Linked DNA regions of Triticum aestivum: region 2 is linked to region 1. The links are chromatin contacts, called in public Hi-C maps. All regions are on one chromosome and are shown on one strand. Each heading gives the region's core, a stretch centred on a gene start, on an enhancer-like site or on the middle of the called end of the contact. The rest is flanking DNA. Distances are from core to core; before and after follow the strand shown.

Region 1 (6,266 bases), core at 2,793-5,292:
AAGTATCAATCATTCTAGTATCAAGTGCATCCTAGGTTCTTGGACATAATATACCAGGCTAAATGAATAAATGATGTCACTAGAAATATAAACATCATGACCTTCATCAGCAATATTACCATCATCAGCTTTATCGACAATATTACCATCACCGCCTTCATCCATTTCTACAGTGTGAGCCTCAACCTCTATTTCAACATCACCATGACCATCATTAACTTAGCAGTTTTGATTTCAAAATTTGTTTGAGATTCTTTCACAAAAAATCTACCACGAACACCCTTTTGGGTTTAAATGGTTGACTCTAGTCTTTATCTCTTCTTACACTTTTCAACACTAGAATCATACTTCCTATTTCTAGAATACATGATCCTTCCCGTTGTATAAACCAAAAAGGTCTAATGTGGATGAATTTCAAACACTACATGAATTATAGGCTTATCAAGACAGTAAAATTGAGGACATCGGAGTCTTGAATTCTGATTGAACAACTATCTTGAAACTCTTCGATACGCGCCTTCTTGAGCAACTAGCCAACTATGTTCCCAAGACAATTTGACTGCAAATCAATAAGTATAGAGCAACTAATTAATTAATAACTATCACCACAAATTTAGCTACCGCAATCTGCACAACACCGACAACACCTAGATAAGTTAAAGTGGCAGTTACAAAAACAATAAATTTATCTACTGACAGAATGATAAACCAGTCGATCGGTATCGACTTAGAGTTACAAGTTAACTTTCATCTTTCTGCCCTTCTAACTTGTGATAGTGAATTGTAGAATTTGTGATGGCACGCTTCGGGAATTGTGATGGTCAGGCAGCGGGGTATCACTGCATTGGAGCTAACAACATAATGGAGAAATGGTGGAACAAATAGAAGATGAGAGAGAGCGGGAGGGGGCAGAGAGACGCTAGGAGCAAGGAGCCTGGGATGCGTATCATAATTTGGCAACACATGAGGCCTTCATGAATGCACAGCGAACACTCAAGCAGATCAAGGAGTCACGAACATGCTATGACTTTAGCACGATCAATCAGGATCCCCAACGACGTGCATGTAAGGATAGTCACTTTGGAGCATGGGAACACTGAGCTCATTATGTTTGTAGTTCAAAAATATTTATTTTATGGCTACAGAAACCCAAAATTTTTCTACAGGCATATAGATGTGTAGTATATTTGCACAAAGCCAAAGTGAATTTCCCTCAAAGTCTCGTCAACATAAGTGTTTGTATGTGAGATAAAAAAAGACAGACATGCACAAAAATGGATTGTTTTTCCTGGCCAGAATTTTGTCTTTCTTAGTGTTATGTATAATACATCATATTATTCAACAAAATTAACAGGCATGCAGAGAACATCTATATGTAGTTGTGTAAAAATTAAACATTTTTAAAAACTTTTTAAATATCATTTTTGGGTCTTCCAAAATAAAAGGATCCGATACACTTAGGGTTGAAAACGGAGTGGAACTTTTAGCTTTTCCGTAGGAAAAATAGAAATGGAAATTTGCAAAACGGAAATGGAAATGAAAATTCTTAATGCGAAAACAGAAAGAAAAACGAAACGGTGTTTCCTGACGGAACAAACGTGGAAAGAAAATTTTTGTTTCCGTGAATATGGAATTCCCATTTTACTATAGGCCTATGGCTGATTTGTAGCCCAATCACCAAACAACACACAATGACACAATGAGCAGAATGGTCCATTTGAGGCCCTCTACTACCACAGATGTACTCAACTAGACTTATATGTAATTATTCGGTACTACTACAATACTATGCTAAGTTGATAACCTAATCATATTATTTCGTAGCCATGTTAACAATTCATTAGGTTTGTTGGTTTTTGTGTGTATTTTTTTTGTAATTCAAGGAGTTTTTAAGTTTCGGTCAACACCCGTTCCTGTTGCCGTGTCCCCTCCATATTTGCTCCGTGCCCGTTTCCAGCAGTATATGTTTCCATATTTATTTTGGGGGTTTCTGTATTTATTTCCGCTTCTACAAAAAATGTAAAAACAAACATGGTAGCACCCAATTCTTTTCGTTCCTGCGATGTTTTCATCCCTAATTGCACCCATGCTTAAAAAATCCACACTCGTGTATGTGCCTCCCTTTTCATGTATTTTTGAAGAATTGCCTCTTTTTTCATATGAGATACAAGATCGCACCCAATCACTATTAACCAGGTCTGATGTACATGCGTCTCTGCTTAAGCCCACTTTCTGATGTCGTTGTCCAACCATATACGATGTAGCAATTTGTGCCCTCTCAAACTTTTGGGGGCCCTATTCTAAAATAAACTTTTGGGAGCCCTTGTGTTGGAGCTCACATGCTCCTATCAATGGGTTTTCAATTAGAACTCTACATTATGCTCTTTGCATCATATTTCATCCATGTTTACTGTTTTTTTAGAATTCATCCATGTGTGCTTTTAAGATTATATTTTTTTGCTTATTTGATGAGGATCAATTCTGTTTGGCTGCATCACAATGATGCAGAAGCGAGGTTTAACCTCCTTTAAAAAAAGAGGTAGTAGTTGGCCTATCCATGTTGCAATAGGCTTGTAGCAGTGGTTATTTATTTAACAATAAAACCTCCTCTCATTCATTTGTAATAAGTGTTACATCATTTACAGTCAAAGGAGAAATAGAAGTAGAAGGTTCATCCATCCAGACATTAGTGGGAGAAAATATCGCTAAGCTAGCTAACTCATGAGCTACTGAGTTTGCCTCTCCTGGGAAAAGTTCAAAAATTATATGAGGAAATCACATGACATATGATAGCAATGATCGAAGATAGGTGCTGGGGCTCCTGCAAGATTTGCTCCCTACTTCATTGTGTTAATGACATCCATGTTGTCTAAGTTAACCACTAGTTTGTTACAACCAATAGATTGTACAAGGGATAAAGCATATCCCCCGGCAAAAAAAAGGATAAACCATATTTCAGTGCCATGGTCTCCGCAGACAATACATCTGAACACCACTCAATTATGCTATTACCTACAACAATAAACTTCCACCGGCTGTAACAGCCCCAGTGGTTCTTCTTAGCATCTCATCATCAAAACATGCATCCACATTCAGCTTGACATAGTGCGGAAGAGGAAGCAATTCCTTTTCTTGATCGTTACGTTGATTTGCCATAAAAATTAGATGCAATAATCTCTCTCATCCAAAAAACTATTTGGGGATTAGAGGGATGGGGTGAGATTTGAGGGGATTGGGCGGAGAGAAGGGGTTCACCAAATTCCTTCATGTCCGCAATCGATTTTAGGCTTGCAATCGTGCTCTTAACCGGACATCCTAGCCGTCCATCTTGTGATCCAGTGGCCCAAGACGCAATCATATGTTTCCTTTTCTTTATTACTCCCTCCATTCCAAAATATAGTGCGCCCGCGCTTCCCGAGGTCGAACTTTGACCATAAATTTAACGAACGAGACCGACTGCGGCAGGTGAAAAAATTACATAATTAAAAACTTCTTTCGAATACGAACTCACTGATATAATTTTTGCTCCCGCCGCAATCGGTCTTGGTAGTTAAATTTACGGTCAAAGTTGAAGCACGGAGATAGAGGAAGCACTACATTGTGGAATGGAGGGAGTACTACGTAGTATTTGGCATCTACCAGACTTGTGTTGCACGCAGCATCATACCAAGAGACGACGGCCAAAGCTGCGTTCCACGGCTGTAAAGCAATAAAGCGCGGGAACTAAACTAAACTGAACCAAAAGGGTCGATGCATATAGTATGCATGTCCGGCAAGGAAAGGTATCCACTGTCCAGCCAGCCGTCATTTTATCCTCGAGGCCAACGGATCGAATCTCTGACAGGTCGAGAGGCCGAATGCCCCAGACCGCGGGGACGGCTGCCTTAAGCATCAAGTTTGTCACAAACTTGACGTAACCCAGCCTCCACAAGCACGCAATCGGCTGTCCATGCAGCCGAGGGAAGCAAGGAACAAATCTAGCCTGGATTTTCCCGTCGATCGTTCGTGCGCACGCCCTGTGTCTATATATAAGGTGCAGCCGCCGATGCAATCCTTAAGCCGCCTGAAATACTAATACTGACTAGTAGAAGAAGAAGTAGAGCCCAGCCTCTGATCGGTCGAAGCGTTCGCAGCTAGGAGCACGCACGCACACATGGCGAACGCGGGGCTGAAGCCGGTGGCCGGCTTCCTCCTGATGCTCAACTTCTGCATGTACCTCATCGTCGCCGCGGTCGGGGGCTGGGCCATCAACTTCGCCATCAACAACGGCTTCTTCATAGGTACGTACTGCTGACCGGTAGTGCATACTCCTGGTGCATTATCTTGTGTTAATTCCTTGAGCTGAAGCATCCTTTGGTTCATAGGATAGGAAAATTGTAGAAATAAGAAAGTCATAGAAAATGAGATGACATGTATCTCAAATCCTATGAGTAGGAATAGGAAAGAAGATGCCCTTTGATTCACATCATAAGATTTTTGAGTCTAGGCTAATGTTTATTTTCCTATGAAATATGGAAGATAGGAAGAATTCCTGCATAGAAATAGGATTACATTCCTACAAACCGAAGGGCTCTAAAAAAATTTTCTACAAAAATCCTATCCTATGAAATTCCTACATGATTCCTCCAAACCAAAAGAGGCCTGAGCGTATGTATGTTGTTATATACAGGTTCCGGGCTGGAGCTGCCGTCACACTTCTCTCCGATCTACTTCCCGATAGGGAACGCGGCGACTGGGTTCTTCGTCATCTTCGCCGTGATTGCCAGCGTGGTCGGCATGGGGGCGGCGCTTGCCGGATTCCACCATGTCCGGGCGTGGAGCCACGAGAGCCTGCCGGCGGCAGCCTCCTCTGCGTTCATCGCCTGGATGCTCACGCTGCTCGCCATGGGGTATGTTGTAGTATGACCACTTCTACGTACCACTCCCAACTCTCTTTCTATGCGTGCATATGTAACGTTTTGCCTGACTTATTTTTAATCCTCTTTGGCACCTTCTGATTCTCCAGATTGGCAGTCAAGGAGATTGACCTGAACGGCAGGAATGCTAGACTGGTAAGACCGACAGACGCACTGTTTAATTTGATCAGCACTAGTAGGGAATCAAGTTGTAAGTTTGTGACTACTGATGTGACACGATATAATCATTAATGACTGTTTGTGTTGGTTTGGATTGTCTTGTAGATAACCATGGAGGCTTTCACCATCATACTCTCGGGGACGCAGCTCTTCTACATACTCGCCATACACGGAGGGAGGTGAAGGGCCAGCTCAAGTGGGCAAGAGATCGATTGCCGATGGAATATTTGCTTCCAAGCGTGATGATTCAATGCCGATATATCAACTACAACTAGCCGAGCACTGGTTGCATGTGTACATCTTTGATGTGGTATTAAAACTTGTGTATCGTGTGTTTATTGCTGAGACGGAAATGCACTGTGCATGTGTGAGTGTGTGTGTATCTGTACGTTGTGTGTGTATAAGCGTTAGATGCGTGTTCAGATTTCCGCGTGATTTGTTGATTGGGAACCAAATACGAAGCTATTATATTCATTTGATTTGAGTATATCGTCTTTTCTACGGAAAATTGTTAATATTAGTTACCCCCTCCGTTCATAATGTAGTGCATGCAGATTTTTCTTAAAAAATCAAACCCCACAAACGTTGGTCAAGTTTGTCGAGAAAAACATTTACATCTAGAAAGCCAAACATATATCATTAGATTCATCATAAAATATAACTTCATATTTGATATATTTGGTGTTGTGCATATCGTAATTTTCTCTGTAAACTTGTTCAAAGTTTGCAAAGGTTGACTTTTAAAAAATCTATGCACACTACATTACGAAAAAGAATAGGGTTATGTCACATCTAAGCTGATGTTCACTCTGTTTGTGGTCTTTTTTTTTGTCCTAGTTTTTTTTTGTTTCTTGTTGCTGCATTATATATTTGTGGGAGCTTAGATGTGACATCCTTAAAAAAATATAGATGTGAATTAGTCAAACTGAAAAAAAGTATTAGCATGATGCACTGTTTTGGGGTTTAGGGTGTTTATCTGGCGCATGTCTCGTCGGCTATTGGGACAGATCCAAGCAACCAACTTATCGCTCATTGCCAACACAATTGTTGTGTATCACTCGTAGCAACTGTTAAGTCTCCGATCGCCCACCTGCGTAGTTAGATGGGCTGGCCCATTAGAGATTAAGCGAACTGAGAGTGTCACCGGTTTTAGGAACCATTTACTCCCTCCATTCCTAAATATTTGTCTTT
Region 2 (6,378 bases), core at 3,276-5,775, 390 kb before region 1:
GCGGGTCATGGCGGAGTGGCGCCAGCAACACCCGGAGGACGTCTCCTACGAGCAAGCCTACTGGGCAAGGCGCCGCGAGGAGGAGACGCAAAGGCGCCGCGCTGAGCGGTTGGACAGGCGTCGGCGGAAGGCCCTGGCGCTATCCCAGTGCGATGTCGTTGAGAATGGTGGTGAGACGATCTTTGCGTCTAATGATGATCGTTGGGAAGACATGTAGCTCGATACCTCGGATCAGACCAGCGAGGATGGCGACGATGACGATGACGACGACGACTGGGAGTAGGCTGTAGCTGCACTAGTAGTTTTTTATCTATGTCCTTGCACTATCTAAATAGTTTTTATCTATCTATGCTATGGAACTATGTAAAATATCTATGTGTCGTTTTTTCTATCTATGAATTTTTATTTAAAAAAAATATACGCACTGTTTAGCGCGCGCTGCATTTTAGCGCGGCCGCTGGAGCTACGCGCGCGCGTTCAATTTTGACGCGTCTGCTGGAGCCACCGCTGCCGGCCGCGCCAAACCAGACGAACGGCGCGCGGCAAATGCATTTTTTACGCGCGGCGTGCCGTTGAAGATGCTCTTACACACTGACCTGACTGATGAGGTAAAATAACTAGCGCTTCTGCTCAACCAAAAGTGACCAGCTGCTCAGCTGCCAGACCCTCAAGGGTTCAGTTCCCAGCCAAGAATCCTAGATGCCTTATCCCGTTATCCAGCGGCCTTTTGTCCAGGCATGCGATTGACTACCGAGCCAGCAACCGACTGAGTTAGGCCGAGACGATATTTCTATTGCAATCAGGACGGCCTTACGTACTAACCGAAGGCCATAACCCTAAGTACCCTACCAAGTTGCCAATTCTTGTATTCAAGCCTGAAAAGTAGCTGGCCATCAAGCCCACCGCCGGCCGATACATGTCAGCCTCCATTAGCGTTTCATTGAGGCATTGACTTTTTAATGATATCTTTTTGGTTGTCTCTTCTACTATTTTTCTTTAGATTAGACGTTGACTCCACTACAGCTGCTAAAGCCCAGCCAGTCGGCAACGTCAGTCAACGCCTGGCTGACGACGATTGGGAAGTTGAAGGCCATCTTCAAGTCTTGCTTGAATCTCCGACAAATTAATAAGTGGTGGTAGAAAGTGTCAAGGCTGTGCATTTCCTTGTCTTTCGACATGCGCAACAAAAAAGCGAAGTGTTCAAGTTGCCTTTAGCAGGGATCAACATAATCTATCATTTGTTCATGATATAAGAGAGCAAAAGGGTAACTCGCAACTGATTCTTCAAGTTGAAAACAAAAGCAAAGCGGTATCGTCAACATTTTTGTATTCTCAAAGCCTCTTGATTGGGCCCGACTCATACTGAAATCTGCACTCTTGGACAAATAATAACTGAAAAGCAAACGCACAATTGTGCTCCTCTCATCCTATCCAAGTAGAAAAAATGCTATCTCCGCTGTCAGATTTCCCGTCGCAGTAGATAGTATTCAACACTTGGCTCCTTGCGCGATAAACCACACCACGGCACACTGAATATGAAGCGAAATGGTATATTTGTCCAAGTTAAGGCACTGTTGCAGGTTTGTGGTCTCTTTACAGCTGCAGCCTGCAAAGGACGGTTCCCAGATGGTGGGTGCACCGTCACTCAACACAGATGGGTTTGTTTAACCGTGACACTTTTCTAGCATGCGACCTGGCTGGTTTTAGAGGATAGGGTTCGGTTCCAGGTTCCTGCGTCTCTCTTCCATAGCATATGGCATGGTTCAGAGCATCTGTGTGTCAATGATTCATCACTTTCTTAATGTGTCTGCCTGAAATCAAATCACGTCGTTTCGACTGATAAACCCCCGAGACATGCTCCGTCTCCTATCTCGTGCGATGCTCTGTCAACAACCTCCTCACATCCATGTTCGTGGACACGTCGGTCAAACAGAAACGGGGTAAAAAGACAGAAATCATCACTCGTCAGTTCGTTCTTTCTTCGGATGCATATGACCAAGTATAAGAAAATGTGAAAACGGTTGACCTGCTCCAGACCTAGAGCTGGTTCAACCAAAAGGAATAGTAGTAGCATAGTTCCAACTGGCGCATGGTTTAACAAATGGCCAGTGGAACAGCTAGCCTTGGAATTCTGGAAGAAATGGCTAATGTGATCATGTGCAGTCTAATGTAATCATACTAGGATGGTGAGGCTACTAACACCAGTATGAAGACTTTGTAGTATAAGCATAGACCGTACCAAACACTTGACTTGCGCAGCTGCCTGCATTCTGGCGCGTATTGACCTGGTTCGGCGCAGCAACGTGAGCTCTCTTCTCGCAGATCTCCAGATATTGGTAGGTTCGCGTGCCTGCCTCACTCCAGATCTAACGCGTTCGCAACGTGCGGGCATCGCATGTGCCACCGCCGACATGCGCGGTCTGGGGCCAAACCGACCGGCGCGAGCTGCCGCCGAACAGGATCCGGCGCCTGATTGTGATTCGATCCGAATCAGCGGCATGCTGAGGAGCTCCGTGTGCGTGGTGACCATGTCATACGTGTTCTCCGCCGCTTTGCGACGGAGTGGATGAATCGGATGTGCGTCCACTCGCCAGCTTGCCAGTTTGCGCCGTGCTGGGGCGCACGCACGCACGTCCGTCCGACGCGTCCCACCACCGCCGCTCCAGATGGATCGAGCAACAGGGAGAGAGGGACGGGGACCGACAGGGCGCCGGCAATGCGAGGCGTCGAGCATCTCCATGCCCGCCGCGGAATGGAAGGAGCGGTGCATCTGACGCATATCCCAGTTTGCCGGTCCGTTGCGGCCCGGTCTGGTCCTTTTCGGCCGGCCGCCGCAGGAATGCCGTGGCACTCACCATGCCACCATGCCAGTGTGCGAGCTGGGGTTTCCCTTTTCGGTCGGGCGACAGGGAATCAGCCGGCTCTGCACGATCAAGCCCGAACCATGCATCGCGGAGAATGAGGAGCCGGCTAGGAACAGAGGATAAGATATGTAAACAGTGTTTTGCACAGACAGCCTGGATGGAACTACTACTGCTGCTCCTACTGGCAATTGGCATTGGCACTAGCAGACAGTGGCCGAGTGCATTGGCAATTTGCACAGCCTCGATCGGTGACAGCGGTTGAATGCACTGCTGCAATGTACGTACAGTACATGGCTATAAACAGAGGTGGGTGAAAGGCACCAACTCTAGGAGGAGTCGGTCACATTGTTGAGATCTCCGTTCTTATCTTTGAATCCTGATCCAAATTTGAATTTTTCCCGGTCTACCGCAGAATTAATTACAGTAGGATATTGCTGAGTGCATAGTAGTGTGACCGTGGAGGTCAAGTACTCCTACCCACCAAGTTTCAACGGTAGGTTTGGTGGAGCAAACCTGTCCTTACTCCGATGAAATATCATTACTCTGTTGCAGACTCACAGGCCACAATGTCAAAGCATGCACCCAAAGCCCAAAGCCCCTTTTGGGCGCACGCGTTGACCTCCCCTTCTGACACGCTTACACGATTGTTATTAACTACACAGAGGAAAGAATGGAGTTCTTCCCTCCGATGCGAGCCGAATCACCAGCCACCGGTGTCGCGGCGTTTTGCTTTCTCGGCAGTTGATCCGATCGTCTCTGACCGAGAAGGCGGGCGTTGCACGTCCAATCTTGACCGGTGCGGCGGCACGGTACCGCTGATTTAAGTGGGCGGGCACGGCTGAGCTGATGAGCTCAACTGGCCCGGAATTAACGACCTCAACCGGCGCCAGCCGCGGATTAATTAGAGTAGGGGAGGCCGTCGCATCGCGCAGCTGACCTGACAGACACGCCCTAATGCACTAACCACGCTCGTGCTTCACATGTGTAGTACTGGTACTTGCATCTATTTTGGCTCAAAAAATAAGAGTCTATTCTTGCTCTGTACTGACGCTCGTGAATCCCATTTAATCACACGAAAATCACGAGCAGTACCTCCCCCCGTTATAGAACGCAGAGCAGGATCGCCCTGGCGGCTTTCCAATCTCGTGTTCCTCGTTCTCAGTTTTCTGAAAAAACACGCGGAACGCAGAGAGCATATTGTATTTTCTGGCCTCACACAAAGGAGAGCATATTGTATTGCTGCACCGCCACAAAAACAATACTGCGAGGAGATTGATTCGCTCTCAGTGGGCAAAAATAACAATGACAGTGGGATCCATGCGCCAAGTGCCTGCCGTTGGTGGCGACTGGCGGAGAGGAGATGGATGCATTTGACGGCGGCATGTGCAGCGAGCGAGCGAGCGTCAGGCGCGGGCGCCCGTCGGTTGATTGACCGCATGAGCCGCCGCGCGTTCCCACCCACACAAACACGCGGAAAAAAGATGAAAAAGGAAACAGCGTCCAATTGCCGCGCGTGGGTAGAACGCACAAGCCACGCTTTGTGCCTCGCCAAGTTGGGCATTGACACACACCAAACACCTTCCCCGCCACCCCGATCGGCCCCCTAATCTAATCCCCACCCAATTAGCTCCAAGTCGTCTTCCCCTTCCCCTTCCCCTCCTAACCCCCTTGCTTCCATTCCATGGATATATAAACGCGCGCAACCACAGGCCACCCAAACCCAACGCATACCAAACAAAAAGAACAACAAGAAGATCACCGGCTCACCACCACACAGACAAGCAAGAATGGCGATCGCCGTGAGCGGGCACTGGACGCGGCTGCGGACGCTCGGCTGCGGCGCGTCGGGGGCCGTGGTGTCGCTGGCGGCCGACGCCGCGTCGGGGGAGCTGTTCGCGGTCAAGTCCGTGCGCGCGGCGGACGCGGCGCAGCTGAGCCGGGAGCAGGGGATCCTCTCCGCGCTCTGCTCGCCGCACGTCGTCGGCTGCATCGGCGGCGGTGGCGACCGCGACGGCTCCTACCACCTCTTCCTCGAGTTCGCCCCCGGCGGCTCGCTCGCCGACGAGGCCGCCAGGAATGGGGGCCGCCTGGAGGAGCGCGCCATCCGGGCGTACGCGGCGGACGTCCTGCGCGGCCTGGCATACATCCACGGCAAGTCGCTCGTGCACGGCGACGTCAAGTCGAGGAACGTGGTGATCGGCGCCGACGGGCGCGCCAAGATCGCCGACTTCGGGTGCGCGAGGGCCCTCGGCGCGGCGGGGCCGATCGGAGGCACGCCGGCGTTCATGGCCCCGGAGGTGGCCCGAGGGGAGGAGCAGGGCCCGGCCGCCGACGTGTGGGCTCTCGGCTGCACGGTCGTCGAGATGGCCACCGGGCGCGCGCCATGGGGCAAGATGGATAACGTCCTTGCCGCTGTCCACCGGATCGGGTACACGGACGCCGTGCCGGAGGTGCCCGCGTGGCTCTCAGCGGAGGCGAAGAGCTTCCTCGCCATGTGCTTCGCGAGGAACGCCCGCGACCGGTGCACGGCGGCGCAGCTCCTGGAGCACCCGTTCGTGGCATTGCAGGCAGGAGAGGCCAAGGCCAGGTGGGTGTCTCCCAAGAGCACGCTTGACGCCGCATTCTGGGAATCGGAGACCGAAGAGGAAGAGGAGGAGGAGGAGGTTTCAGAGAGCCCGTGCGAGAGGATCAAGTCATTGGCGTGCTCCGTCTTGCCGGACTGGGATTCCGACGAAGGCTGGATGGACGTGCTCGGCGAGCAGTGTGAAGCTTGCGATTCACCAGCAACCAAGGGGCCGGCTGATGTGTCCAGCAGGGCGCCAAGCAAAGTGCTCGGGTCCCCGGCGGTGCCAGCTGAAGACGTAGCTGTCGTCGGCACCCTTTCGAGTGATGAACATGAATTGGACGCAGAGGATGAACCTTTCGGCGACGATATCATCCTAGCCGCTGATCCTTTAGTGGACCGCCAGATCGAAGTGCGTCCGAGCTCGGATAGAGATGTACTACTTTCATCATCACATGTACCCTGTAATAATCGAATCGTTGCAATAGAAAAGTTTCGTTTTCCACAAATCTTGCTGTGCCGTTCTGATAGACTACGTACTGAATTTCTACCCGTGCGTGGAGAACACAGTGCGTCTCCCTCTTTACACTCCAACTCATAACAAAAATCTTCCTACAACTTACACAACTACAGTACTACAGTAGCAGATAAGTAACCACGCAATAGAGAAGAGCATTGCTTTTGCCTGGGATAGCACGGCAGGGAAAGAAAACCCACAAAATGACTGTTTCCTTCCGCAGAGAAGCGAAGCTAGACGTTGGACGAAGCGTGCGGTTTATCCCATGCCAAAGAATTCCATCTTCCATCACAGGTGGACACGGCCGGATCGTCTCGGCCTCTCGGCCACGAAACGGGCGGGCCGACTTGGAGGTGCCGGCGTCAGCCCACGCCATCTCGTGCGTACGCCTCCACTTGATTAATGAATGAATGGCGCGGCAAGAAGAAAGCCTC

Evidence for each region. A called contact is a pair of places that touch in the nucleus more often than the background predicts.
Region 2: a contact with region 1 is called in a Hi-C map of leaf, with 4 times the contacts expected there. The contact joins the promoter of LOC123074662 here to the promoter of LOC123074660 in region 1. A contact is called at or near these places in 1 of 5 Hi-C or Micro-C datasets (leaf) and 1 of 1 datasets of contacts at active chromatin or transcription factors (leaf).

Annotation. Positions count from the first base shown.
Region 1 is chr3D:359,511,910-359,518,175 of IWGSC CS RefSeq v2.1, reverse strand. It overlaps LOC123074660 (membrane protein PM19L), which reads left to right and starts at 4,042. Exons shown (of 4, transcript XM_044497443.1): 1 at 4,042-4,280; 2 at 4,670-4,889; 3 at 5,006-5,051; 4 at 5,181-5,559. The coding sequence starts at 4,154. The coding sequence ends at 5,258.
Region 2 is chr3D:359,904,780-359,911,157 of IWGSC CS RefSeq v2.1, reverse strand. LOC123074662 (mitogen-activated protein kinase kinase kinase 17) reads left to right here and starts at 4,525. Exons shown (of 1, transcript XM_044497444.1): 1 at 4,525-6,043. The coding sequence starts at 4,652. The coding sequence ends at 6,028.